Regions from separate parts of the Mus musculus genome. Here region 2 is linked to region 1. A link is a contact called in public HiChIP or PLAC-seq data. All regions are on one chromosome and are shown on one strand. The core of a region is the stretch at or near the end of the contact, and the rest is flanking DNA. Distances in the headings are between cores, read along the strand shown.

Region 1 (7,454 bases), core at 446-2,945:
TAGCCCGGAAAACAACTCACTTCATGTGTAGTGGAATATCTGATGAAAGTGGGCATCACCTGGGAGCTTGTGGCTGTGGTTTGAGCATTGAACCCACAATGCTCTGCATGTTAGGCAAATACACTTGTCCAGGAAGGTAACGGTTACCCCTCATCTGGGAGTTTTAGAAATGGTCAGTGTTATTCTCATGGGTTTCCTCTGAGGCAGAGCCTGAGAGCGGATTTTAAAAGTGAGTTAGGAAGCTTGCGCATGCGCATGCGCACGTGCACACAAGCACGGCTGCTCGAACTCTAAGGCAGAGCAAGCAAAATGAAGTGTTCTAGTAAATAAGAGATCGGAACCTGTCTCTTTGGAGCCCTCATCCAGAAGCCACACTATTTTAGGCCACGGAGCCCAGCTACTGGGTTCTGTGAAAATTTCTAGGTTGAACAGTCAGTCTCAAGCGGAACTGAGTGAAGTCTAAAGGCAACGGGGCCTCTTGGGATCCTTAAGCTTACAAAAAATTCCCTGGTCTCAGATTTGAGGTTGACTCTAGAAGTGAGTGCTCTGAATCTGGCCACGAGTCATCAGAGAACTGACCCATCTTTTTCAGTGCTTGCTAATTATTCGGACCAGATCATGGGGCTCTGGGACTTCCGGCTTCCTTGTACTTCAGTGACCTTTATGTGTCCCGGTGACTGCCTTTAGCTTGCTAACTGCCGTCTGTGTTTCTCTGAGCCTACTCAATAAAAAGAGTTAAGAATAAAATAAAATAAGCCAAATGCACCCCTTTAAACCCTGCAGAGGCGGGCAGAGCGCCCTGAGTTCAAGGCCAGGGTAGTCTTCATAATGAGACCCTGCCACGACAAAAGAAAACCAAAAAAGAGTTCCCCAATCCATCATTCCTGGCTCAAAGATCTAAATGGCGTCTTGCCACACTCAGCATAATTCAAGTTCCTCCAGCCCCACAGACTTTGCCCTCCCGGACTCTGGAGTCGGACTCTGCAGTCGTCCAGCTTTGTTGATCTTTGCCTCCCCTGGGCCTTTGCACTTGCTGTTCGCTCCATTTGGAGTGGTCCCCCGCCCCCACCCCCGCCCTCTTCCCACCCCGCCCCAGAGGACCAGTTGCTGTTTTTCTCTGCTGTGCCCTGCATGGGATTGTAAATCTTTCAAATGCAAAGACCCTTTACCCGCCATCCCTGCTACCTTCCTGGCATCTAGTAAAGGCAAATGCACTTAGGAATTCCTTGGTAGCACACTTAGTTATATGAATGAGCAAAAAATTGGAGGAACAGGACATGCTAGAAACAAGCGCCCGCCCGAGTTCTCCGAGCAGGTAACCCAAAAGAGCCGAATCAGCATATGGAGTCTGATGTGTTTCTTGCGGTGCAGAGAGGCGCACGAAGTTTACGCTTGTGCAAGCAGATCCTCCAGAAGTAATTTTCTCTTTAGAGAGGTGCCGTACACAGGCTCAGCAGTAAATCCACAGTATTTTTTTATAAGAAAATAAAAAGTGGAAATCATATGAAAAGTGGCAACCACCCACCGGTAGCCCCCATCTTCTTTGGACGACGCCATGACATTCCCCTCCCCCACCCCAGGCCCAGTGGCGGGTCTAACTAGCAAGATCCCCGGGGAAGGACAAAGGTAGTCGGAGTTCAGGCTAAAGCGGCCTTTGTTTTGTTTATCTCGCCCTGTACATGATAGAAGGCTTTGCCTTGTAACCCACAATCGCCGGGGCTCAGAAAACCGCCCTGGTGTCTTGGGTGGGTCACCCGCTCAGAGATGGTGAGGTTGGATTTAGAGGCTTGGCTTCAGTCAGTTTCTTATCTCCCTCCGCATCCCTTTCCAGATGCTTTCTCCTCTGGCATTTCTTCCGCTTGGTGCTCTGAAATTGCTCCTCGTCACTCAAAAACTGCTTCTGCTTGGCCTCGGTGCTTCTGTTTCGTTTTTCTTTAGAAACCAATCCTCACACTAGGTTACTTGGAAATACACAAAATAAGGAAGAAACAGTCACTCCTAGAGAATGAGCCACAGTGATTTCTATTTTTCCTGGGCTGGAAAAACGTCAGTATTGTACCACTTTTTCCCTTGTGATTATGAAAAACAGTGTATCCTTAGTGTAAAGGTTTTGGACTATGAAGACTTCCAATGGAGCTCATAATGGAGAAGGACTTTTCACTTTGTTTCCATTCTGGAATTACAGACGTGTTCCCCCACACCCGGCCTATTGTGAGTTTTTGGTACTTAGTATTTCACCTTCACACACAGGGAAACCATAAGCTTGATTGCCCTTGGAAGCCAGGTGAAACAGGATAAGAAACCTATCCCAAAGCCTACGTTTGTAGTTTCTCGGTACCGGCTCTATCTTGTGGTGTGGCTCAGAACCCACGAACATTGGGGCAGAGGAGCAGACTGAGAGAGAGCAGGTGTGTGTGTTTGCTGAGGACAAGGGAAGAAGCGGGAGGCAATTGTGCAGATACCCAGGGTGGAGAAGGGGAGAGAATGGGGGATGGGTTCGGTGTGCATAGTTGGTCCAGAGGCCGTGGCTTGTAGGCAGCCCCCCAAAATGCTTGTTAGAACTAAGGTCCTGCCGGGCATGGTGGCGCACGCCTTTAATCCCAGCACTTGGGAGGCAGAGGCAGGCGGATTTCTGAGTTCGAGGCCAGCCTGGTCTACAGAGTGAGTTCCAGGACAGCCAGGGCTGCACAGAGAAACCCTGTCTCGAAAAACCCAAAAAAAAAAAAAAAAAAAAAAAACTAGGGTCCCTGTCCTGTCTCAGGGACCCTCGCGTGCAGCATCCTTCTCAGGGTCTAACAAGACTATCTTGCCCGTCCAGTTCCAAACAGATGAAGCCGGGAGATCCCGGGCTTCTCACTTAGAGCTGACACCTGCTGTCCAGGTGCTAAAGAGAGCGTGTGCTTTTGTGACCAACCGCTTCACTGGACCTCCGCAGGATGTCCGGCTCTGCCCCAGCTGGAATAGCCAGACTTAAGCCTGTTACTGTCATGCATCTCATAAGGATGACTTTGGTCCCTATAAGAAGGTAGTCTCACAATATTACACTCTTAGTGATATAGCAGCTATCCTAGTTTATGCAGACTGTGACATAATGATGAAATTGCCCGACAGCACAATTCTTAGTATTTATCCCCATTGTTAAGTTGCAGGACTCTTTTGTTTATCCCATTTGGGGGAAAAAAAAAACCAAAAACAACAAAAAATAAAAAGCTGCATAGTGAGACAATGGGAGGGGGGATGGGCGACCCCAAACCATCCTCCACAAAAAGAAAAATGTTATAGGAATTGAACATAGGTTCACTAAACCATCTTGCCAGCTCCTAACTTTGTAATTTTATTTATTTATTTATTTATTTATTTATTAAAGATTTATTTATTTATTATATGTAAGTACACTGTAGCTCCAGAAGAGGGCGTCAGATCATGTTACAGATGGTTGTGAGCCACCATGTGGTTGCTGGGATTTGAACTTCGGACCTTCAGAAGAGCAGTCGGGTGCTCTTACCCACTGAGCCATTTCACCAGCCCCTAACTTTGTAAATTTAATAGAGACTGTTTTGAAGTAGAAAATATTGTAAAATATGTGAAGTAAGTCAGTTGATTGCATTTTGCAGTGAAAACTCTGTTGTACATTAAGAAAATATTCAAAAGAAGCCAATGAGAAGATGACTGAGATTTACTGGTTGTTTTCCTGGCCAGCTCTGCACTCTCCACACACACACACACACACACACACACCACACACACACCACACACACACACACACACACACACACCACACACACACACCACACACACACCACACACACACACACACACACACACACACCACACTTCCCTTGAATTAAGAAGATGACATAAATGGACTCCTGTCTCAGCCTTTGGGTTAGCCTCATGTCCACATACTGAAGATGCACGCATGGATGTGCACACATTGTGACATCTTGCTAGGCATTGTGACCAAAAGGTAATTTCATGCTAAGCTAAGCCACCTCCATGCCAGTACTGCTGGCTTCACTTGCATTTACATTTCAAGTCCAGAGAATCCGATGGCACCAGAGGCATCTCTGACTCTTGCAGCTGGGGGCGGGGACCTAGGTCTAGAGAGCAGGGATGATAGTGGCAGGGATGGGCTTTGTATTCTCTGTGCCTTGTTACCTCCGGCCTCATGGAGCTGGACCAAGATAGGGCTGGGGTAGGAGATAAGGGGTTTGGTTTTGTCTGGCTGTCTGGTTTTTTTTTTTAATATTTTTTAAAGATTTGTTTATTATTATTCATAAGTACACTGTAGCTGTCTTCAGACGAACCAGAAGAGGGTGTCAGGTCTCATTACGGGTGGTTGTGAGCCACCATGTGGTTGCTGGGATTTGAACTCTGGACCTTCGGAAGAGCAGTCAGTACTCTTACCCACTGAGCCATCTCACCAGCCCCTATCTGTCTTTTTATCATCTATTTATTTTCCTGTTTTTGTTGTTGGTTGGTTGGTTGTTGTTGTTGTTGTTGTTGTTGTTGTTTTGAGACAGGGTTTCTCTATGTAACAGCTCTGGTTGTTCTGGAACTTGCTTTGCAGCTCCAGCTGGTCTCAAACTCACAGAGTTCCACCTGCTTCTGCCTCCTGAGAGCTGGAATTAAAGGTACACACTACTATATCAGTTTGTTATTGTTTTTAAATTGCATTTTTAAAAAATTGTGTGTGTGTGTGTGTGTGTGTGTGTGTGTGTGTGTGCTTGCAGAGAGCTGGCTTTCTCCGTGTGGGTCTTAGAGATTGAAGTCAGGTGGCCAGGCTTGGCAGCAAATGCCTTTACCCAGTGAGCCCCAGATAGTGAGTGTTAGTAGCTTCTCCCCACTGGCCTCACAGCCACCCCCAGATGACTTCCCAGTGCTGAAGTTACGTTATGAAGCTGCTACGGTCACTCACGGGGGAACAAACCCCAAGCAGCTCAAGTATTGAAATTTACTTCTGCTCTGTGTCTCTCGATATCTGGTCTTGCAAATTTCACCTAACTCTACCTACACATTGGTAACGGCCTGCCTGTTACCACATCCAAAAATCTACAGACAGTCAATGCGGATGCGAACTCATCTGCTGAATGTCAAAGTTGCAGAGCTGCCAAGAAATTAAAAAACAGACAAAAATAAACCTTTTAAAATGTTAAATGAATCTGAGAAGTAATAAAATGCTTAGTATTATAGAAGCATAGGACAGAGAATAATTCCAATTTCATACCACAGCATTACAAACTCCCTCTTCTAAAATGACCGCTATGATTACTGAATTTATACATGAGTTATGTTCCCAGAAAAGAAACAGTTATTTGCCTTTTAGAGGGTGGAAAGGGTTTTGTTCTGTTGTTTGTTTTCTCTCTCTCTCTCTCTTTTTTTTTTCGAGACAGGGTTTCTCTTTGTATAGTCCTGGCTGTCCTGGAACTCACTTTGTAGACCAGGCTGGCCTCGAACTCAGAAATCTGCTTGCCTCTGCCTCCCGAGAGCTGGGATTAAAGGCGTATGCCACCACACCTGGCTTTTTTTTTTTTTTTTTTTTTTTTTATAAGTCCAGTACCCTGTATATACTAGACAAGTGTTTTTCAACTGAAAACCCTTGATTTTTTTTTTGGACAAATTCTCACTACATAGTCCAAGCTGGCCCTGAACTCAAGATCCTTCTGTCTCTGTCTTGAGAGAAAGAAAATAGTTTTATCCTATAGACTATTGTGCATAACTGTTTATGTGTAGTTACTAGAAAATGAATTCATTAGGTTTTTTATTTTGTTCTTTTTTTTTTTTTTTTTGGAGACAGCGTTTCTCTGTGGTATCCCTGGCTGTCCTGGAACTTGCTCTGTAGACCAGGCTGGCCTTGAACTTATAATGATCCGCCTGCCTCTGCCACCCAAATGCTGGGAATAAAGGTGTGTGCCACTACCACCTGGCATCAGGTTTTTTTTTTTTAATTACCCCAGCTTTTGACTTATTTATTATTATTTTATTTTATTGGTATGTGTGTGGTGTATGCACAGTTCTGCTGTAGTGTCAGGAAAGTATTTGATTCCTCCCCCACCCCCACCTCCACCCCTACCCCCAGCTCCCAAAAAACAGACAGGAGCCAATCTGATGCAACTCACAGCAGGGTCTTTATTCTATTCGAGCTAGCTCAGGCTTCTCAGTGCACAGCTGTCATACAGGATGTTTTGGTGGTGGGGAGTCCCAAATGTCTATGGGGCAAGGCTTTATAGTAAGCAGCAAGTGTGTGTGTGTGTGTGGGGGGGTAAGTGTGCAAGCATCTAACTGGGAAGCTACCATGGCCTTTTACCATAATTGGCTGGTGTTGGGAGTCATACCATATACTTAATTTCTGCTTCCTTCTGCATTGGTGGTCGTTAGGTAGGGGGTGGGCTTGTAACCCCCGGGTGCAGGTTTGTTGGGGGAATAACCTGGAGACGTTGATCTTTTTGGGGTGTAACCTGGAGCTCAGGTTTTGGGGGAGGGGGCTTGGAGACTAATGTTAGGTACTGGCCTGTTAGTTTACCTGAGTTCAAACTTAGGTCAGGTTCTCTAAAATGGAGTCTGAATTGAAAAGATTTGGCCTCTTAGTACATGTGCAGAGGCCAAAGGCTGTTGGGTGGCCTGTTCTCTCACTACCCTACTCCCTTGAGATAGGGGCTCTCATTGAACCTGAAGCTAGGCTGCGTGAAAGCCCAGTGGTCCTCTTTTTCTACCAGCACTACCCCAGAGATGGGGTGCAAGCATGTGTGAGCACGGCTCGCTTTTTACAGTAGTGCTGGGGATTTGAACTCAGTTCCTATGCTTGCACAGTGGCTACTCTCGCCACTCCATCCCCTGCCCCAAAGCTAGTTACTCTTGTTCACCTTATGCTTCTCCCTGCATAGTCCCTGTGCGGCCTCCTTGCCTGGTTAACTAATGATCAAAAGGATAGGTGGCTTTCCTAACTACTCTGCCTCCCGGCCCTGCTTGCTCTGGCCATATTTATTTCATATATGTGGGTGCACTGTCACTGTCCTCAGACACAGCAGAAGACAGCATCGGATGCCCATTACAGATGGTTGTGAGCCACCATGTGGTTGCTGGGAATTGAACTCAGGACTTCTGGAAGAGCAGTTGGTTGCCTCTCTCTCTCTCTCTCTCTCTCTCTCTCTCTCTCTCTCTCAACATGCTGACTTTTAAGAGATTCACAGGGCTGGAGAGACGGCTCAGTGGTTAAGAGCACTGACTGCTCTTCCGAAGGTTCTGAGTTCGAATCCCAGCAACCACATGGTGGCTCACAACCATCCGTAACAAGATCTGACGCCCTCTTCTGGAATGTCTGAAGGCGGCTACAGTGTACTTACATATAATAATAATAAAAAAGCCAGGTGTGGTGGCACACGCCTTTAATCCCAGCACTCGGGAGGCAGAGGCAGGCAGATTTCTGAGTTTGAGGCCAGCCTGGTCTACAAAGT
Region 2 (7,520 bases), core at 4,123-6,622, 54 kb after region 1:
GGGGCTGAAGATCAAATCCAGGGCTTTGTCTCTGCTTGGCTAGTACTGTTGACTCAGCCAACCTCTAACTCCAAAGACCTGAGTTATAAGGGTCTCACCAATTGAGGCTGGAGACTTAAAATCATGGATGGGTCTATTTAAGGCACTGAAAGAGCATTATATGAAGATGCAAAGGCTCCACCAATCTCAAAGTCACCTCCTTGCCGGACAGAGAGTCAGCAATGTTCATGCTGCCCACCGTGCAGGGTCACAGTGGGGGACAGTTGAAATTATGTAAGTACCATGAGAACACTCTTCATAGGTTAGCATTATGTGCATCATGCCTTCCTGAATACACGCTGTATGCAGTACATATGCAGCACCACCACCCTGCATACTATACCAGTCACCAAGAAAGAACATGTTATCGCTTCAAAGTTAGTAATGTTATGGACCACAGAAGCACAGTAATCAAGGAGAAAAACAAAACAAAAAACAGACTTCTATCAGTCACTGACTCCTATCAGTCACTGCCTACATCACAGCGTGCCTAGATCACAGTGGTGGCTTTAGTGGATTTCTGCAACAAGTAGAGCTGCCTTGATTGTACAACGTGGCACAGACAAGCCAGACCGAGATCTCTGATTCCCCCACACCTGCACACAGAAATCTGGCTACATTTGGGGTGGGAGTGGGGGGTGATCAACCAATTTCTGTCACTAAAATGCCAGAGAAACTAGTACACCTATAGGTAAATACACTTATGTACATTTATATCTTGGCACGGCTAGACACTGTGGATGGACATCCCTGTGGATTTCCTAGTGGGCAACACCCCTCAGGTATGAGGGAGTTTTCATTCTTTAAATGTGGCATGGTGGTAGCAGTCAATGTGTAAAGAGTGGAGGTTGGTTTCCCCCAACTGTATTTTTCTCTGTAGGCTATAAATGCAATGAATCATTATGACTCCAGGTGCTAATGTCCAAATGTTTCTATCTATTCTCTCCATGGAGAATATACGATGCGTTTGCGACCCTGGGGTTTATGAAGATCTGCTAGATCAGAACTGCCCAGAGTCACCCTATGCAAGGCCTACAAACGAAAGACTTTAATTGTTAATGTTTTCCCTTTCTCTGCTGGGCCAGCATCGGGGAGATGCCTCAAGAAAGTCACAGAACCCCTAGGTTGTCCTGAGTTTCAGACTTCTGTGTGGTCTGTGAAAGTCACAGGGCGGGGGGGGGGGGGGGTTGCTTGGTTTATAGAGTGAATCTGTCACATGAGAGAATAAACAGAGAAACAAGAAACCTTGAGATGGGAGCTGCCTATAGCCAAAGTCCATTTTCCTCTAGATCCTGTTTTCAAAATGAGGAGGGTTAAAAGAAGATTGTAATTTAAGCAGGTAACTGAGACAGAAGGGCAGTAAAGAGCTCCAGGTCTCCCTTCATAGTCTGCTCAGTTTACCAGGACATCATCATTCATTCATTCATTCATTCATTCACCTCTGTCTGCCTGCCTCCTGAGTGCTGATCTTAAGACCTGTACCACCACTGCCTAGCCCATGATTTTTCTCTTATTCTTTCCTTTAGAGAAACCTGACCTTGCGAAAACTATATCTAAGTTATATGAAAGGTCACAGATGACTTATTTGATTTCCAAACTATAGATTTCATGCAAACAGCTTGGGCTGCTAACATGGAAGCTGCAACAAATATTGTGCAGTGCTCAGGAAGCTTTGGTTACTGAGGAATTAATGTATTTCACACAGTAGAATATTCCTCATTCATCAATTGTTGCGGCCGGCCAGCAGCTCGCAACAATCAATAAAATCCGAGGGACCTGGGCCCAGTGACCTGACTCAGTGGGTAGAAATGGTCGCTCTTAAACCCAGTGACCTAATAAGTCTGACTCATGAAACCCAATGGTAGAAGGAGTGGGCTAGAGCTGCCACATGTCACTGTGTAAGAGGTGGTAAGGGAATTATGGGCAGAAAAGGTGGAGAGGGCTTCTTGGCACCTTTACTTACCTACTGAGCCACCTTGCTGGCCTGGCAGATCAGTCGTGTTCACTATCTTATATCTTATATAGTAATCTGTTTAGGTTTTCTTTGTTTTGTTTGGAGACCATTTCACCATGTAGTGCCAACAAGCCTTGGGCTCACTATGTAGCCCAGCTTAGCTTTGAACTTCTAGCACTGCTTGCTCCTGTGTCTAGAGACTTTGCAATTAAAAGTGTCTGCTACCACATCTGGCCAAAAAGGTTTAAAGGTGCGATTTATGGCTGGAGAGATGGATGGCTCAGCTGTTTAGAGCACTGGCTGCTCTTCCAGTCCTGAGTTCAATTCCCAGCAACCACATGGAGGCTCACAGCCATCTGTAATGGGATCGGATGCCCTCTTCTCTACATGTACATGCACATGCAGATTGAGCACTTATTTACAGAAAACAGATAAATGAATCTTAAAAGAAGTGAAGTATATTTTGTATTTTACAATTTTTTTTCTTATTTTCACTGGTCCTGTGAACTAAATCTATGGCTTCACATGTGCAACAAAAGGTCTCTAGCACCATGCTTTTTTTTTTTTTTTTTTTTTGCCAGTCCCGAGACTCAAACCCAGAGCCTTGTGAATGCTAAGTACAATACACAAAATCTCCAGCCCGAGAGATGGCTCAACAGTTAAGAGTACTGTCTACTCTTCAAAGGACCTGGGTCAAATCCCAGCACTCACTGGTTTGAAAATGTCTGTAACTCCACTTCCAAGGGCTATGGATACCCTCTTCTGACCTCCTTGGCACCAGAAATGCACATGGTACACATGTATACAGGAAGGCAAAAACAATCATGCACATAAAATAAAGTTTAAAAAAGAATCTAGCCTGGTGTTGGTAGTCTACACCTTTAATCCCAGCACTTAGGAGGGAAGATGGATCTCTGTGAATTCTAGGACAACCTGGTCTAAGGGAAAGAGAGATCTTGTCTCAAACATAATCTTTTTAAAAATTAAGTGTTTTTAAAAATATTCATACTTCTGGGTGTGGGGGCTTAGCCTGTGATTTCAGTACTTGGAAGGCAGAGATAGGAAGATTATGAATTGGGAATATAGTGAGACTCTGTTTCAAATAGACAATTCGCATTTATTATCTTTTTGAGGATTTATTTACTTTATGTATATGAATTTTTGCCCGCATCCATGTATGTGCCATGTTCATGCCTGCAGGATCCCCCTAGGTGGGTGTTGGGAATTAAACCCTGATCTTATGCAAGAAAAACAAATGCTCTTAACTGCTGAGCTATGTCCGCAGTCCCTATTACCTACGTTTATCTCTTTCGTTTGAGGGTTTAAAGGAGTTGGTTGGTTTCACTGGTACTGGGGTTCAAGCTTTATCCACAGTAGGCAACCACAGTATCACTGAACTATGTCAGTAACCTGTAGTGTTTAATCTTTCAATTATTTCCTAATTTTATAACTTCAAAGATGATAAGATATACTGAAGTTGCTGCTCCAAACGGAGTTTAGACGGAGTTTAGAAATATTAAGTGTTTCATCATCTAGCCACCTCCTAATTATTATTCCATGTAGTTAGGATACTATTTCTATTTTCTATCACCAAAGAATTGAATAGCACAACCAGTATAAGTGATGTGCTGGTGTGTTATCATATAAATGCTCAAGGTACGACTTCTAATGGTGAAAAACGGGAAAATAAATGGACGTTGATGAAGTGTGTCTTCTTTTGTCTGTTCCCGGGAAAGTTTATTTCGGGCATTTCCACTGGCGGAATGATTAGCGCTAACAGCTTTCCCCCTCCGTTTTATTTTACAGGGTCTCTTCATCTTCCTGATATATGGGGTATACAACCTAGAGGTAAGTCTGCTTGGAGTAGCTCAAGGCTGACAGCGTGAATGAGAGAAATGACAGGTTTCTTATCTTGATAACTGTAGAACAAAGTTGGCTTTCATATGAGTGTCCCACTGCCCTTCATGCTTGGGCTGGCTTATGTGCAGCCCAGCTTTACCATTAAACATGGACACCCTGAGTACAGGGACAGCCTCATTTCTCACTGGCACTGACTAATATTTTATTACTGTCTGAAGTTTTTGAATTTTCAGTGTTCAACGCTTAGCTATACCTGGTAGTTTCAGGAAATAATTTAACTGTAGTTCCATGGGGCTAGGAAGATACAATGCCTCATGAAACTATTCATAAAATACAGTTTTAAGGTTTCTGGGCAGGCTCAGAGAGGCCTGTGTTGGTAAACAATACACCGCTATGGCTTTAATTGCAAAATTTCTCAAGGAAGTTATTACAAGAAGTCATCTCGAGAAACACTATGAGAATATGGACGTGTGATTTCTTTAAGAAAACACACTATGTAAATAACTGTTCTCCAGGTCTTTTTATTAAAAAGTCTGTGGTGTATAAATACACCTAGGAAAGTTGCTGGTTTAGATTTTTGCATGCTCGCTGTGAATGCCTTTTATACATTATTAGGCACTAAATTAATATCTATTTGGTTTTGTCGATAGAACTTTTAATTTCAAGATTTTATCTAATTTCCCCCAACTGAATAAGGAACAACTTTTCAAGTTTCTAGGTATTCTATACTGGAGGGGTTGGGAGAGTGGGGTATGTATCCTAACAGAGATTTTAAACAAGAACGATGGCCAGTATTTGAGGCTAGTTAGTATTCAACGTAATAAGCAAATTCAGACAACTGAGAAAGTACGTGGCATTTAAATACCATCTGATGATGAAGTGTGTGTGGGCGTGTTTTACAGGACAGCTGCACCTGGGATTACACGTGGTTTCCCTTTGCGTAGCCTTCAGGTAGGCTGGCACTGAGACAATTTTCTGCAGCGGTCCCTCCTCTATGGCAGTCTCAAAGGCTCCTTCAATAAAGGCAAAGACAAGCGTTATTGCTGTCTCCATTCTGAAAAGGAGTAAAAGCTATCTGTAATCAATACCGTTACGAGTTTAAAGCTTTCAGGCAGAATCACAAGTACCTTAAGGAATCCTATTCTCTGTTTGATTTTGATTCAATACTTGGATTGCAAACACTAAAGTGAACCAAATGCCAATGTTCAGTTTTCAGTGTCTCCACCTTCCCTAACCCCTTCCTCTGCAGCTCCCACGCCACGCTGCAACACGCTCTCCTGGCGTCCCCGGACTTCCCGCCCCTTGGGCTCCACCTCCGGAGCGCCTTCTCCCTAGAAACCCTCAGCCACTGTCTGCCCCTCAGCAGGGCCACCAATCACGTCCCCTCGCTGCGGAAGACCCTCCGCTGTCCGCCTCCAAGTCCCCGCCCCTCCCACCTAGCCCCCAGCAGCTCCGCCCAACCGCCCGCTTGATTGACAGGCTAGCCAGGCGGAAACTGAGGCGCAGGCGCACGGGGCTCGCCGAGCGCCCCTCTGGTCCGGTCGAGGACTTCCCGGCAGACACCGCGCCGCGGCTGCGCAGAAGCGGGGAGGCTTTTAATTCCATTGTGGAGAGGACGGCGTTATTTTTATTAACTGGAGGCGACGGCGGCTGCGGCGGCGGCGGAACCCGTAAGTGTGGCCGGCGGGCCGGGGCGGGCGCGGGAGCGGCCAAGAAGGCCGCGGGGTCGAGCGCGCCGGGCCGGAGGCGGCGGGGCTGCGGACGGGAGCCGGGCGCGGTGCGGGCTGGGCGGCGGCGCGGCGGGTCCCAAACGCTGCGGTGGTCCCGGCCCGGGGCCCGGCCCTACCGCCGTTCCCCCTCTTCCCTCCTCTCCCTCCTCTCCGCAGCCAGGCCTCCTCCGGGGTATGAAAATCGGCAGCGGGTTCCTTAGCGGCGGCGGCGGTCCCAGCAGTAGCGGTGGTAGCGGCTCCGGCGGCAGCTCCGGCAGCGCCAGCGGCGGCAGCGGCGGCGGCAGGAGAGCAGAGATGGAGCCCACCTTCCCCCAGAGTATGGTTATGTTCAACCACCGGCTTCCCCCGGTCACCAGCTTCACCCGGCCGGCGGGGACGGCCGCCCCTCCCCCGCAGTGCGTGTTATCCTCCTCTACCTCCGCAGCCCCGGCCGCTGAGCCCCCCCCTCCGCCAGCCCCGGACATGACTTTCAAGAAGGAGCCGGCGGCGTCAGCCGCGGCCTTCCCTTCGCAGAGGACCTCCTGGGGATTCTTGCAGTCCTTGGTGAGCATCAAGCAGGAGAAACCTGCGGATCCCGAGGAGCAGCCGTCCCACCACCACCATCACCACCACCACTATGGGGGGCTGTTCGCTGGGGCTGAAGAGCGATCACCAGGCCTAGGAGGAGGGGAAGGGGGGAGCCACGGCGTCATCCAAGACCTCAGTCTTCTGCACCAGCATGCCCAGCAGCAACCGGCCCAGCACCACCGCGATGTATTACTGAGCAGCGGTAGCAGGACTGATGAGCACGGCAACCAGGAGCCAAAGCAGGACGCTAACGTCAAAAAGGCAAAGAGGCCAAAGCCAGAATCTCAGGGAATCAAAGCCAAGAGGAAGCCAAGTGCATCTTCCAAACCTTTGGTTGGAGAGGGAGAAGGTGCCGTCCTGTCCCCAAGTCAGAAACCTCATATCTGTGATCACTGTAGTGCTGCTTTCAGGAGCTCCTACCACCTGCGGAGACATGTCCTCATCCACACGGGCGAAAGGCCTTTCCAGTGCAGCCAGTGTAGTATGGGTTTCATCCAGAAATACCTACTGCAGAGACACGAGAAAATTCACAGCAGAGAGAAACCCTTTGGGTGCGATCAGTGCAGCATGAAGTTTATTCAGAAGTACCATATGGAGAGACACAAGAGGACACATAGTGGAGAAAAGCCATACAAGTGTGACACTTGCCAACAGTATTTTTCAAGGACTGACAGATTGTTGAAGCACAGGCGCACGTGTGGTGAAGCCATAGCAAAAGGAGCCGCTAGTGCAGAACCTGGGTCATCAAACCATAACAGTATGGGTAACCTGGCTGTGTTGTCTCAGGGAAATACAAGTTCCTCAAGGAGAAAGTCGAAGTCGAAAAGCATAGCTATTGAAAATAAGGAACACAAGACTGGCAAAACAAATGAATCACAAATGTCAAACAATATAAACATGCAGAGTTATTCAGTAGAAATGCCTACTGTGTCTACCAGTGGGAGCATAATTGGCACTGGAATAGATGAACTGCAGAAAAGGGTGCCAAAATTGATCTTTAAGAAAGGAAGCAGAAAGAATGCAGATAAAAGCTACCTTAATTTTGTGTCACCGTTACCAGACGTAGTTGGGCAGAAATCCTTGTCTGGTAAGCCAGGTGGCTCACTTGGCATCGTATCGAATAATAGTGTGGAGACCATTAGTCTTCTCCAAAGTACAAGTGGCAAGCAAGGCCCGATAAGTAGTAATTATGATGATGCCATGCAGTTTTCAAAGAAGAGAAGATACCTACCAACTGCCAGCAGCAACAGTGCCTTTTCTATCAATGTAGGACACATGGTCTCCCAGCAGTCAGTCATTCAGTCTGCAGGGGTCAGTGTTTTGGACAATGAGGCGCCATTGTCACTTATTGACTCCTCAGCTCTAAATGC

What was found. HiChIP or PLAC-seq counts read pairs in DNA pulled down with a chosen protein or histone mark.
Region 2: an H3K4me3 HiChIP or PLAC-seq map of embryonic stem cells shows a contact between it and region 1, with 7 times the contacts expected there. The contact joins the promoter of Zfp281 here to the enhancer-like site in region 1. A contact is called at or near these places in 12 of 39 promoter capture datasets (the 3T3-L1 cell line, 3T3-L1-derived adipocytes, the C10 cell line and 6 more), 2 of 15 datasets of contacts at CTCF or cohesin (CD8 T cells and the NIH/3T3 cell line), 62 of 484 Hi-C or Micro-C datasets (the 3T3-L1 cell line, the AML12 cell line, B cells and 31 more), 34 of 115 datasets of contacts at active chromatin or transcription factors (the 3134 cell line, CD4 single positive thymocytes, CD8 T cells and 19 more) and 4 of 9 other capture datasets (adipose tissue, embryonic stem cells, liver and 1 more).

What each region holds. Positions count from the first base shown.
Region 1 is chr1:136,568,811-136,576,264 of GRCm38.p6, forward strand. No RefSeq gene overlaps it. Among named protein-coding and RNA genes, the nearest start is that of Zfp281, 52 kb to the right of the region's middle. Within about 2 kb of position 1,696, at least 32 of the 459 cell types and tissues checked have an H3K27ac peak or open chromatin away from gene starts, as enhancers often do. A contact at or near this core is called in the SCID.adh cell line, embryonic stem cells, extraembryonic endoderm stem cells and 3 more, where this site is marked.
Region 2 is chr1:136,619,529-136,627,048 of GRCm38.p6, forward strand. Zfp281 (zinc finger protein 281) reads left to right here and starts at 5,373. Exons shown (of 2, transcript NM_177643.4): 1 at 5,373-5,523; 2 at 5,744-7,520. The coding sequence starts at 5,758.